Regions from separate parts of the Gossypium arboreum genome. Here region 2 is linked to region 1. Evidence: chromatin contacts called from public Hi-C data. All regions are on one chromosome and are shown on one strand. The core of a region is the stretch at or near the end of the contact, and the rest is flanking DNA. Distances in the headings are between cores, read along the strand shown.

Region 1 (7,362 bases), core at 1,870-4,369:
CATTAATACTTCATTAAACAATCACCTTCAAGCGTAGCTAATTTCATGCAAACATGATCACAACTAGCATTAGCAAAATTAAAAAATAAATTTAAAAGAAAAAGAATAACTCGTTGAATGTGAGTAAAAGAAAGTCAGAGCCCTTTGATCTCCTTGTTCTTAAATTAAGTCAAATTAAGCAAAAATCTGTACCTTTAACTAGCATTCAACACTCAACCAGAAAGCTCTTGGATTAATTATTAAAACTGCATAGCCAGTGACTTTTGGACATCCAAGTGTCTTAGACAGAAGACATAACCTACCTAATGAAGTTTCAAACAGATGGAACTAAATACTACATCATATTGAAACAAGAAATACAACTTGTTTCTTCTGGCTTATTTAAAGCACTTCCTTCAATTTCATACACTTAAATGAGCTAATTAGTTCACTCTCAATCTGACTAGCAAAAGCTGCAAAAAACTAACTCTATATCTTCCAGTTCAAATCACTTGATCTGAACAGGCCATATTTCTCAACTCCATTGGTGCCACATTAATTTGTCATAGCCAAGTTTCTTATGCAAAAAAAATATATTTAGTCCAAACACACACGGGTTATCCCAATATTCTAACAGATATTAACAAAGTCAAAACTTGGGAACAAACTGCTTCTTCAAGATATTGTAAAACAGGCATCAAAATAAGTAATCCATTCTTAACAAATTAGTAATTTAAAACCCAAGCCAATAGGACCAGCCTGTGTCTACACAAAACTCTGTCACTTATTACAGGGTGGAACAAGAATATAACATATGTAATAACAGAGGGAAAAGGTAACAAATTAAGAAAGAATAATTGTTGAAAAAAAAAGTAATCTTCAGGAACAAACATGAACCTTCCTTCACATATGATTCCTAGAACAAGTCCAACATCATCCGTTGGAGTTTTGTGCACAGTAGATTAAGAAGGAACCACCTAGTGATGCAATATCCTTAAGTGATGCAAAATTCCAAAATCCTAAGTCAGATTCCAACACCATAACAATAACTGAAAATAAAGCTATGAAAAGGGTTCATTCACTCATAAACATCACAAATAGTGCTTAATGGTGAGTACCTAAATTAGGCACCAGAAGCACTGTTCTATCGCTTCAAATAAGCTCCCGTTCTGCTATTCATTCCTAGATTATTAAGATCTTATCTTTCAGAATATACAAGCTACCAGTCTTAACCACTAAATCACATAAGTGCTTCATTAAGCAAGCCATGGCATTTTTCTTGAATCCTCAATAAAAGCAATCACAAAATATTATGAATACATAAAGTATAGTTTGAGTCAAGCAAAATGTTACAGAACATAAGTAAACGGTGTTAACCTTTTTTAGAAAGTCTGCATCATCGGTCCTAGCCTTCTTTTCATATCCTGGTGGTGGGAAGGGAAAGCAACGCGACATTTCACAGAAGTTCAGAAACCAATACACGGATGCCTTCCGAAAGCCAAAGCACTTGAATTATCTTCCAGAAGCAATGTTCCAGAAAGGGAACAACCAGAAACTATGCTCCGTATCCCTGCACACATTTCCAGCTTCAATGTTCCTCCATGAGTCCTATCACTCTTAACAGCTCAAAAAGTTCCTAAAACCCACCACGCCCCTTAATCACTCTAACCTCAAAGGTAACCCCAAGTCAACTACCAACCACTAAAGAAATCACTTCAACTGCAAAAAATGCCACTGCAAGTCCAGGATCACTTACTAAACCCTACAATAATCTTACACTAAGCTACTTCAACAATGCCCGAAATAGAAAGCTAACTTCAAGAAATGCTCTTTTGATCAAGAATTCTAGCTCCAAAGTTATGTTAAACCAAACGGTTTTCTTAGAAACAAAAATGGTCCAGTACAATCTGACCTTCTATGGTGTCTTCCCGGATAATAAGGAATCATCACCTCCTCCTTCCAATAATAATCCAATACCAAAACCATCCCCCAATTGTGATCAAACACATAAAAATACTGAAAACCCTAACACACTTTTGTCTAAAACAGGTAAAAATATTCAAGCTTGTCTAATCACTGTATACACAATTCCATAAGAAAGCAATCTTCTTCCATGCCCAAAAGCCTAGCAATCACCATTTTTCTTAAGCAATCTGTTCAAAAACCAAAGTTTGAGGCAAATAACTCTTCAATCCGACAACCCAAATACTGGAGCTTGAGCCCATTTCTACTCTGATCGGAACCCTAATCAGTTCCCAATTTAGGAAATTTCCCCAATCTGTTGATCCGCATGAAAACCCTAAAAAAGAAAACCCATGAAACAAAAACTTCTACTGAGTAAAAAATTAAGTACCCATTAAGAAGCAAAAATCATGGAAACCCAAATTTTATCCAACAACGATTAAACAAAAAGAAATCTCGAAAAAACAAGAAAATTTATAAAAAAGGAAACACTTTTGCTCCGAGAACCTTAGGGTAAATGGGTATCGATCAAAAAGCGAAAAGGAAAGATTTGATTCAAAACGTAAATTCTGTTTTGTTTGTTTTTTTTTCAGAAAAGGAGAGAAAAACCAACTTTTGAAAAACAAAAACAACATTGAAATACTGAAGATAAATGGGAAGATTAATAATTACCTTGCCCGCAACAAAGTGGGCATTGTAGAAAGGAAGAATAAATAGATCCTTGTTGGTTTGTTTGTTTGTTTGTCAGATTAATAAAAGATTAGATTATAGAAATATAGAGTTAAAAGGAAATAGATAGATAGAAAGAAGAAGTAAGCAAAGTTTTATATCAGTTTCAATCTTGTTTTGCAGTCATATGATTAATATTGTTTTAGGTTTTTTGAAGGGGTCTGGGTATATTTAAGAAAGATATGGATGGAAAGACCAAAAGAGAGAGAATGAGAAAAGCTTGTTTTGCAACAACAAGGCCCTTACTATGATTTCGTTCGGAAGTTACACGCGAGAGAGAGAGAAAATATATATACATAAAATGAGAAAAGAAAATTAAAAACCAAACAAAGAGAAGAGAAGAGAAGGGAAGGTAAGGGAAGGGGAAAAAAAAGAGAAAAGAAAAAGATAGGAAAAGGAAAATATATAGAGTTAGAGGCCGATAAAAGGCCCAAATCGATTGTTAGACGCTTACAAGTTAAAGATTACATTAGATTACACTCGCTTAGAATACTACCGTTTAGTTTGTATTGATTGAGTATGATGATAAATATAATTTTTTTAAAATAAAAATTATATTTATGTTTATCACGTGAAGTTTTAAGAGATTTTTATAGTATAAAGGTATTAACTTGATTGATGCAATATAAATTTAATGATCAATTAAATTCAAAAAATTAAGCATTACAAATAAATAAATTTAAGAAACAAATTATATATTATCACTTTCTAATCATAAATTATAAAATAAATATAAGATGTAAAATTTAAAAAAAAACCTGTGTTTTGTACGTAATATGGTGTACTCTTTTATGGGAAAGATTTCATCTCACCATCAATGATAGTAGATACTGCAAATGAGATTTATTCATTTTGGATTTGCGTTTTTTATTATTATTAATTTAGATATTTTAAGCAGTGAATTTGGAATATATTCATTTTATTTTTATGTTTGAATTTATTTCTTGAATCTTTTATTATTATAAATAATGGGTTCGAATTTGGTTATTTGATTTTATTTTTATGTCTAACTTATTTACTTGTTAAATTGGAATATTTGAGGATAATATTGTTGAATCTAAATTTGGATTGGAGATTGTAATACTAAGTCTAGTCACTTTTTTTTTTTTAATGGAGGTGGAATGTAGAGTGGATGGTTTCAGTAATCATTAACTTTCTTTTAAATTACTATTTTACTGTTAATACAATATCCATCAGTATATTAAAATTATAAGAAGAAATTATACATGCCTCTAAATCTACATAAAAGATATTTTTTTGGTAAATTACAATATTTTTTAGTAAATTACAATAATAAGGTAAAATTTAAATAATCACGCAATTAACACGACTCAAACCTAAGTCACATTTAGGGTAGTGAATATTCTTAACTATCAAATCATCATATGAAATTCATAAAAGTGTAACTTTTGCACTTAAAATTTAAAGTCATTTTTTTGTTTTAAAAAGTAAAATTTTGATATCAATTATAATTTATGATTTAATTAATCTCAACAATAATAATTTTTAGTTAATGGCACTCATCAATTGAATCCAGATCTATTTGTAAAATTAAAAAATATATATACTATGAGGATATATCTATCATTTTATATTTTAGGTAAAATCTAAAAAATATACAACATGTTTGATTTATACTTAAAACACAATTTTAATATATTAACTTTATCATTTCAACCTATACTCTATTTATTTGTTACATTAAATTTTAATAAGTATTTATTATATAAATATTATTCACTTACATAGTGTATATGTTATAATCTAATAACAATAATCTCATCAAGTGAATAAATTAAAATAATGTTTTACATAATGTCATTACTTTGCAATATATTTTTCAATTCACTTAAATATTATTGACTTAAAAAATTAATTACATATTTAAAGAATTTTTAATAATATTTAAATAATTATTACGTTAATGAAATATTATATTGTTGATATGAAATTCAATTGAGATAAAAGATAGTTCATATTATAGTTGAGAGTCATTGTTAATATATAAATGGGGAGATTAGGGATGTGATCTTTTGAAACTTTTCTTGTTATTGATGGAGGAAGTTTATATAAACGAGTTGAAGTTTAATCAGAGCCTCGTCAAATGAATACGTATTAAATAAAGATTCATGAAGACCTTAAATAATGTGTAATTAAATATGATAAAATGATTATATTCTAACCTAATAAGTTGGTGTTGGAATCAAAGGATCTTACTAATTTAACATGAGCCTTAAAAATATTTTTTTAGGATTTGGAAGAGCCTCTTTGCTTGAGTAATTATCTTGGAAAATCTCTTTTAGTGAGGGCGAAGTTTTCTCAAATGATTTATGAAGAATAGGTGGTTTGAATCAACATATATTTTGTTGTATAGTTTATATAAAAAATAATAATTGTAAACTACACTTGTAATCATTCTAAAATAGAATCTATCTTATTTTAGTCACTTTAATTTTTTTTTCAATTTAATCACTCTAAATAAAATAACAATGAGAATTAATCATTGTTGTTAAATTTCTATTTTCTTTTAACAGATTGCTAATGTGGCATATTGGCACATTGAGTGATTGTCACGTGACATTTTTTATTGACTTTTGACTAAAGTTTAGGGACTTCCCTATAATTAACCCAAAACTTTTTTCCCTCTAAACTTTATAGAGAGGTCCATAAACTTTAGTTAAAAGTCAATAAAAAATGTCACATGTTAGTCACTCAATAGACTAATGTACCACGTCAACAATTCGTTAAAAGAAAAAGAAAATTTTAACAAAAGTGACTAAGTTGTTACACAATTATTTTATTTAAAATGACCAAAATAAAACATACCCAATTTTAAAATGATCATGGATGTAATTTATCAAAAAAATAAAAATCACATAATTCAGTCATCATTTTATATGTCTAAATGCTATTATTATTGCATATTTGATATTTTTACTACTATTTTATTTGAATAATATTTACTAACACAATTACAATTTTTTATCATACTGTTTTGAAATATTATATCCATCAATTAATATTTTGTTATATTAATGTAGGTTAAATGAAATTACTAATATTAATAAGTTGAAATATGAAGGATTAATGCGCTATTAAGTTGTGGCACACATAAATGTAGGTGATATTTTCTTTAGAATATTAACAAAATATTTATACTATTAATCAAAGTTTTGATTAATTTAGTATCACGAATCAATAAGATATTAACTCAATTAGAAAAATTATAAAACATCCTTTAATAAATAAAATAAATTATATTTTTCGTGGATATTTTAATTTTTTATTTAAAAAATCAAAATAATTAAAATTTTTGTATGTGGATAAATTTGAACTTGTGTTATTTATATATAGCAATAACATATTAACTTTATCACTAAATCAAAGTTTTATTTTAATATAATATGTATATTTTAATTATGCTTACGTTTTTAATTTTTATTTTACTCACAATTTAATCTATTTTTTATTTTAATATAATATATATTTCATATATTTTTATCAATTACTTTCAAACTATATATTTTATTATTTATTATATATTATTTTATAACTAACATTTATATTCTAATTATATAGTTTTCACATCACGAGTGATATAATTTTTAGTAAATGAGAAATAAAAAATTTATGTATGATAGCAAATGTGTGTGGTAAATGGTTAGAGGAGGGTGAAATAACTTTGAAAAACCCAAAATTTTCAGAAAAGAAAAATATTATTCAACATAGTATAATAAAATTGATAATATTGCAGAGTGTAGAAAATAAAATAAATGTTCACCAGAATTAATTAACAAGATTCAGCTAGTACAATGTTATTGAAGCTGAGAAGAGAGTGAACACGCTTAGGAGAAGCTTGAAAAAAGTAAAGGCTGCCAAGTTACATTAGGAAACCATTTGGGGAAAGCACATGTGGGTAGGTTTCCACTTGCCTGTTACCTATTTAATCTCAAACCTAGTGCTTACTAAACACGTGGCACCGCCCTAACCTATCATCTCAACTATCTGTCCGTACACGTGTAATTCTATCACTTTTCTTTACAAAGAAAGATGAATTGTGTGTGATTTGTCTCTTCTCAACACCTTCCCCCACGTGATCCTGTTTCTCAAATTTATCCTATTAGTTTTATTATTTTATAATAATTGTTTTCTTTGGGCAAACTTTTTTTTTTGAAAATAAATACAGCTCAAAATATCAACAATAACATGAAGTCATTTAGATGCGATCTTCTATTAGATGTAAATCAGTTCTTCTATCGTGTTCCGCCATAATTATTTTGTCTGCGAGTTTATTTTCTTCTCAAGGAATATGTTGCATGCCTCCATTACTTTAAAAGCTCCAACAATGCATGAATTATCTTTATCAAAGTAGGGTTAGAATTTCTAATTATTCATTCTTGAATGATGTTGATTGTTTCAAGATTGTCTGTCTCTCTATCGATTCCCCTGTCAAAGACAAGTTTCAACCCATTGAAAATACCCCAAAGTTCAAAATCCACAATTGCACAATTGCCCAAATATCTACTAAAGCCAATAATCCACCTCCATTATGATCTTGCAGAAATCCTCCAGTAGTAGCAAACGTGTCTTCTGCTCTAATTACACCATCCATATTCAAACATATCCAACTATTTTGTAAGGAAGGGTCAATACTTGGCCTTGAAGATTTATGAATACGATAATTTGAAACAT
Region 2 (7,362 bases), core at 1,853-4,352, 290 kb before region 1:
TACATAAAAGGGTAAAATGAATAATATGGAAAAAACTTAATATAAATAATAATGAAACATTTTAAAATAAATAAAATGGAGTTTAAAAATAAGTATATAAAATAATTTAAAATAATAAAATAATTTTAAATAGATAATACATGAAAACAAATTCAAAATCAAATATATGTAAAACCTTTCAAAATAAATAAAATATACTGAAATAGCTTAAAATAAATGATACATAAAATTTACAAATAAGTAACGTCTAACAAATTTTAGAATGACATAAAAATAGTTTAGCTCAAATAACGTTTAGAAAAAAGAATAATATATAAATAGCTTGAGAATAATATAACAAGTTTAAAATAAATAATGTATAAAAGAAATCTAAAATAAAGAATATAAAATAGTTATATATATAAAATAGTTTTAGCTAGATAATATATATACAAAATTTAAAGAATATGATAAATGAAATAATGTATTAATATATAATAAGGCAGTCTAAAAATAAATAGAATATATAAAAATAATATATGTAAAACAAATTTTAAAATAAACAAGATGTAATAATTTATGATAATCAAACAAAAAATACATATGAAAAGGTTTAAGTTGAATGATACAAAACTTGAAACAAATAATGCAAAATAATAAAATAATAAGCAATACAACAGTTTCTAAAAGAATAAGCAAATAAATGAAGTAAATGAATTAAGGACAGGGATGAAAACAAGCTAAAATTTCGGGGTGCTCAATATAAATACTGGAAAGTTAATCAAGGATCCGAACGAAGCGCATTAAAACTAGCAGGGACTAGATGGGAAAACATTCCCTTGGTTCCCTACGCATGTTCAGCAAGACAGTCCAAGGGACTGAATTAAAAAAAACCACACGAAATTTGAGGGCCAAATCACAAATAATAAAAAAAAATAAGCCTGATCAAGTGGTGCTACAAAAGGGAGGGATTAAAAATGTAAATCACCCTTTCAAGGTGGGAATGCACGGATTCACATCCGACACAGTTGTTTCATTCAATGTCTTAAAACCCATCTTTATATATATATATTTTTAGAAAAAAAACAAAAAAGTTTTGAAACCTCTCATCTCTTCCGACGAAGGCGCTTTCTCTGCCCACTGTGCCACCATGGCGTCGGCGGCCGACGGTGTATAGACAAGGGCCTTTCAGCCCCGTTTCGAAACCTCCTTTCCCTTTTTTTTTAAAGAACTTTAAATCAGTTTTTATTTTTTTTAAAATGGAGAAAATGATTAACAAACGAACATACAACCACTCTGTCACCGACTACGTCCATCGACGAAGAGGGAGACCGATTCAGGTATTTTTTGTTTCCTTCTTCTTTTGATTTTCGTATAAATATATGTAAAAATGAAAAGAATAGAATGAAATAAAGAGCAAAAAAAAAAAAAAAAAGAAACTACCTTCAAAACGCTCTCTTTTTTATTGATAAGTATTTTTTCTTTGAACAATCGGTCCCCCCCTTTTACATTGATCTTTTCTTTTGGCTTTATAGCCGATTACATATGATTTCTTACTATTCTCTGCTTGTTTCTTCTTCTATTTTGCGTGTTTCTCTGCTCTCTGTCTTGCTTTCTTTTTTTTTGTTCTCGTTTTGTAGGCCTAGACGGAAGCGATGGTGCAAAAGCTTGCCATGTTGGTACAAGCGGTGTTAGGGGAGCCGACTTTCGGGCGTTGGACTTGCCGACGAAGCACGTGGGAGAGGGCAATGGCTAGGGCAGCTCCTAGGGTTTGATTGAAAATGTTTTAGGATAGTGGGCTGATGTGTATTGGGTAATTGGGTTTAGGGCTTAAGTTAGGTATTGGGTTTTGATATGGGTTGTAGTTTGGGTTTTAATTTTTGTAATTTGGATTTTAAAATTTGGACATTATTGGTTTATTTATTATAAGCCCAGGTCAAAATTGACCTATTACACGATGCTTGTACAATAAATCAAAGATCGAGAATAAAAATTATAATTCATTCTGAGATTGAATCTTTCAACATCTTGAAGATGAAGTTGTAAAGGTGAAAGTTTAAGGTGAAAAATAATTTGATCTGTGGGATGACTTCGAAAGATTTTGAAAAAAATTATAGAGAATCATCATGTTGACAACATATTATAAAATAAAGAGAGATAGAGAGAATAAAGAACAAATAAAATATGAAAGCAATAGAGAATTTACTTTATTAATCAAATGGATGATTATAATACTTCATTAGAGTCTCTATTTATAGGCATAAGAAGTATAAAAGAAGTAGAGATCTAATTTTAATAACTATTAGAATTTAAAGTACATAAAACTTTATCTTAATCATGATGGACATCCACTTAATGAGATATTCATAACAATATTTAAATTTTAATATAAATTAGGATTAAAATTTGGTAGAAGATCGGTTAAGCAGAATTAGGGTCTGTAAAAATATTTTTATATTAAAATATAAAAAAAACTCTAGTTCTTAGGTTATTTTCCATTTTATAACTCTAAATTAGAAATACTAAATGTTTAGTTATTAAAATATTTTAAATTTTAATGCTGGGAACAACATATGGCATAAGATATACTGTTAAGTAGAATTAAGAGTGTGTAAAAGTTTTTCTAAATTAAATATTTTATATTCAGAAGATAAAATTAATATCTATTTTATGCTTTTAAACTTCTTTTCATGTTATAACTCAATTTTATGTAATTAAAATTATCACTATTATTTTTATTTAACAAAAGATAATATATTAAATAAATTTTATAATTTAGATTTAGTATTTATCTTTTCAAAATTATATTCTTTTCACTTGATTTTTTCAATTTATTAAACAAATTTTGGAGAAAATATAAAATTTTATTTCTTATTAGAGAAATTTTGGAGAAAGTTTTCAAAAACTAGTCAAAATTCAAGGTTGACCCGAGGCTAAAGATGTTGATGGGGATTGACAAAAAGTTTCAGGGGTCGGGCAGGCCTGAATTAAATTAAAATATTAGAAAGTATTTTGTGCGAATTGGACTGGGATGGGCTCAAATCCTTGCAAAAACTTTTTGAAAATCGGCCCATTACTCTACCAGACGCCATGATCAAAATTTGAACGTTTTTAGCCATTAAAAGCCCAAACTGGTTCAACCAAATCCAGAATTCTATTTCAGATGTAGAAATGGAATTCAAAGACTACAATAGTTTCAGTTTGGATTGGGACGACCATTTCACTGAAGACGTGATCCGATTAATGGATGCCATTGAAGCCACTCCTCCTACTCCTCCTTCTCCTCCTTCATCTTCTCGCAAGAAACGCAAGTCCGCCGTCCATCATCAAGATAACCTCAAAACCAGCCGCCAATTGCCCCATTCTATTCTCTCACCCCCGCCTTCTTTTCCGTCTTCCTTCGCTCGTTGTCAATGTATTTGCTATCCCTTACTTTACCCATTTTGTAATTAAAATAAATGCACTAATAGTAAACCCTTTGATTTTTCTGATTGGCAGCTAATACAAGGCTTAGATATCCGCCGTTGAGATTTGGAGGTCATATTTTGTATAGCTTTACGGAAGATGAGGTAGAAAATGCTGCAATGGAGCTATTAAAAATTGTTGAAATTAAGAAGAAAGAAATGGGTCAAGTTGCTTTAGGGTTTGATATTGAGTGGAAGCCCTCTTTCCAAAAAGGTTTGCTTCCTTTACCCTCCTTGTCTTGTTACATTCATTTCATATAATCCTTTCTCTTTATTTCCTAAGAAAGAAAAAAAGTGTGAAAACAAATAAATGTGAAAATCTCTTAAGTTAATATGAAACCTCTCTAAGGTATCTTTGATCATTATTTTAAAGAATTGAGACTTAAAGTTGGAATTTTTTTCACATTGCATGATTTCTAGATAGAATACTTATGCTAGAATTGGCATTGTGTTTTTTTTCGTAGGTTTTAATTTAATTTAATTATTTTTTTTATGTTTAGTGGTTCTGATATGCCATATTTTAAAACAAAATATATATCTCGTGTTTGGTGTTGTCCTCTTCCTTTCTTCCATAAAGCAGCATTGCTATAATTTCTTTTAAAGCAGAAAGTAAGCACTCTTTACCTATATTACTCGGCCTTAGGTGTGAGTGCCGGATATGGGGAAGTTCCCAACACAGAAATATTCAATTTTTTCCTATGTTTTTAATGTATTTGGAGATCCTCGAATGGTCATATCCCTATACTCCTGTCCAACTATGCGTTGAATACAGGTACTTTAGTAAAATGAAGAGTCAAAGCAATATAGCTCTTTAATCCATGTTTCATGAGTTGCTGTTGCCATTACCAATCATTTCCTTTTAATTGAAATACTCTTAACTGTGATAACCTAAATGGTTGTATGCTTGCAAACCGTTATTTATATTCATGTTTTTCCCTTATCTTGTCTACTTTCTGGTAGAAGTGGTCTATTTAGATCATTCTCTGATTGCATTTAGTATAGCATTGAAACATGCACATATTGAATTTGTACTAGTACACAGAATTCATACACCTCTACTAACATATCACTTGTCTATCTGGTTTCTGTCTTGCCCTCTTGAACTTTCATGAAAAGTAGTATCTGTTTGGTACTATAGACATTGGCTTGTGTGGACTCTGGTATTGATATCCAACACTTGTATGTGTCTGCATGTTTGGTTTTTCTTTTTAAGTCTTGGAATTGGCTAAAAAGGATCTAAAAGTTAGATAAAAGTATGTGGATGCATATTTTAACAATGTCTTAAATAAAGATACATAAATGAAAATAATGCAATACCAAATATAATGAGTATTTGTTTTTTACTTTTATATTAATAATTAACATACATTTTATTGGTGAATCATAGAAAGGACGGACCACCACCCTTCATCATCCAACTAAAACAGTAAGTTGTATCCACATTTGTGATGAAGTGTAAAACACATATTATGTGCCGTATCATATTGATGAAGTGGCAATCTTTATTGAAAAGTCCATGTAATGTACTTAAGGGAAATGGGGATGACTTTTTGGGACTTTGCAGATTAGAACTCTATAACAGGGGACTAATTACTTGCTAACATTTCAATCTAAGTGTTACAAACACACCTTTAGAACCTCTTCTTGCATCGTGTTGGGTGGATGGAATTGGTTAAAATGCTGCCTAGTTTGGGAATAAAAACTACGGTTACATCCTTGCATCCCATTCAATTATATGTATAAGAACAGAACTTTATACTCATTTTCATGCTTTTGCAAAGGGTACAAGGAGTTTGTTTATAATTGCATTATACAATACTGCATGGATAAATGTTTATCTTTGGAATTTTGACACTGTAGGAATTTTGCCTGGGAAGGCTGCGGTGATGCAGATATGTTGTGACAGTCAGTATTGTTATGTGATGCATATTTTTCATTCTGGCATACCTCAAAGTCTGCAGGTTCTTCTTGAGGACTCCGAAATTATAAAAGTAATATCTCTACAGTTAATCTGTTAATTGGCAACCTAAACTCCTGAATTTCTGTATCAGGTTTATATACTATTTCGAAATGATGCTTGTGAATGAACAGGTTGGAGTTGCAATTGATGGCGATGCTGTCAAGGTGTTCAGTGACTATAAAGTATCTGTTAATGCTTTGGAAGATCTTTCAGATCTAGCGAATCAAAAATTTGGTAGTAATTGCCGGCACTGGAGTCTTGCTGCTCTGACAGAGGAGTTTATTTGCAAAGAGGTATCCATATAATTCTTCTATTTGAAAGCCTGGAGAAGACTGAAGCAGTCTTTCATCTTATGTACTCGTAATATGATATTAGTTCTCATTCGGTAAATCGTACTAGCTTTTCAGATTCCACCATGATATTTTGTTTTGGTTTCACTTTGAGCATAGAGGCAGAATGCTTTCATTGGGAAATCTTATTGAAATTTGAGTATTGCAGCTTCCGAAGCCCAAGAAAATTAGGCTGGGAAACTGGGAGTTATATCCTTTATCCAATGCGCAACTACAGTATGCAGCAACTGATGCTTTCGCTTCATGGCAAATATACCAGGTAATATTACAATTTCAATAAAATATTCTATTCTCCTATCATAAATGTAGATAGGCTTGGATTTTCAGCCTTCATTGTAAGTTTACGTTACCATTGTTACAATTGCTACTATTTATGTTGGCCTTGAGTTTTTATTGGACTCATATGTTCAAATATTTTCAAGATTTTATGTATTTAAAAAGTCATTGGAGGATCATTTATCCATATTTATGTCTGGATATACATCGAACTATGGGTGTTGGACATGAGTACTTCAAGAAAACTGAAGTTGGAGCAATGTAGACTTATAGCACTATTCTTTTTCCTAATAAGTATTTTGATATTGCATTGCAAATGCAGGTCTTAAAGAGCCTTCCTGATGCAGTGAAGGATCCGGCAGATAAACGAAGTGAAACCATTTCATCTCAATGATTTTCATAGTAAGTTTGATATTGTGCTTGCCGTTAGTCGGTTTTAAGTCAAGGCAGTTTGTTTAGGCCAAGAAACAAAGAGGTAAAGTATTTTATCTAGTTGGTAATTGCATGTGTTTGTTTTTGGCCACTTTCGAATTCCTTGTTTATATGCAATTGTTGTATATGATTTAATGTTGCAGCAAAGATGATCTGCATCTCTATTTATGAACAAATATTGTATTTGTTAATTCAACATCATCTAATTTGTACTTTTCATGCGGCTTAAAACTTTATTACAAATCGATTTCGAATATCTTAACGTAGCTCGTGTTTAATTGATTATTTAAATATATATTTTTCATTTAATTAGTATTAGAAAAAACTCAATTCGTACATGATCAAGTTTATTGAGCATTGGAGTTTAGTTTGTTTTTTTTTGGGTAAATTATACCAGTAGTCATTAAATTATGGGAAAGTTTTTGTTTTGGTTGTTTTGTAAGAAAATTTGATATCATATGTAGTATTAATATGTCAATAACAATGATAATGCAATACAATACAGTGGCAGTAACACAACAGAATACCAGTAATCGGACAAAGTTAAAATTTAAAAGAGGAATTTTGTCTAGGCCTGTATAAGTAGTTTCCTTAAGACAGATTCGTCCTCACCTCGGTGCTTTGAGTAATGTTGGACATTTGCCTCCCAGGATATAACAACAAATGATCACAGTAGTAGCACAACAATAGTGATCAATCTAACATAATCTTGTCTTTCTCTATTACTAGGAGAAATGAATTTAGAAAGAGTTTTTTATATTGATAGTTTTGACGATGATATGTTTTTGAAATCTCCTAACTTGGCTTTATATAGAGGAGAGGAAATGAATGAAGAGATTTGTTGAAAAATTAATAGACATGAGTGAATAGAGACAATGAATGAAAAAATTCAATATTAAAC

What was found. Hi-C and Micro-C count contacts between places; a contact is called where the count stands out from the background.
Region 2: a Hi-C map of leaf shows a contact between it and region 1, with 4 times the contacts expected there. The contact joins the promoter of LOC108487208 here to the promoter of LOC108489302 in region 1. A contact is called at or near these places in 2 of 5 Hi-C or Micro-C datasets (both in leaf).

The regions. Positions count from the first base shown.
Region 1 is chr10:45,360,732-45,368,093 of ASM2569848v2, reverse strand. LOC108489302 reads right to left here and starts at 3,119. Exons shown (of 4, transcript XM_017793746.2): 1 at 2,614-3,119; 2 at 1,357-2,278. The coding sequence starts at 1,434.
Region 2 is chr10:45,655,711-45,663,072 of ASM2569848v2, reverse strand. LOC108487208 (3'-5' exonuclease-like) reads left to right here and starts at 3,102. Exons shown (of 6, transcript XM_017791485.2): 1 at 3,102-3,394; 2 at 3,478-3,657; 3 at 5,304-5,434; 4 at 5,535-5,696; 5 at 5,902-6,012; 6 at 6,352-6,692. The coding sequence starts at 3,151. The coding sequence ends at 6,423. It overlaps LOC108488936 (a long non-coding RNA gene), which reads left to right and starts at 1,028. Exons shown (of 2, transcript XR_001871836.2): 1 at 1,028-1,319; 2 at 1,620-1,988.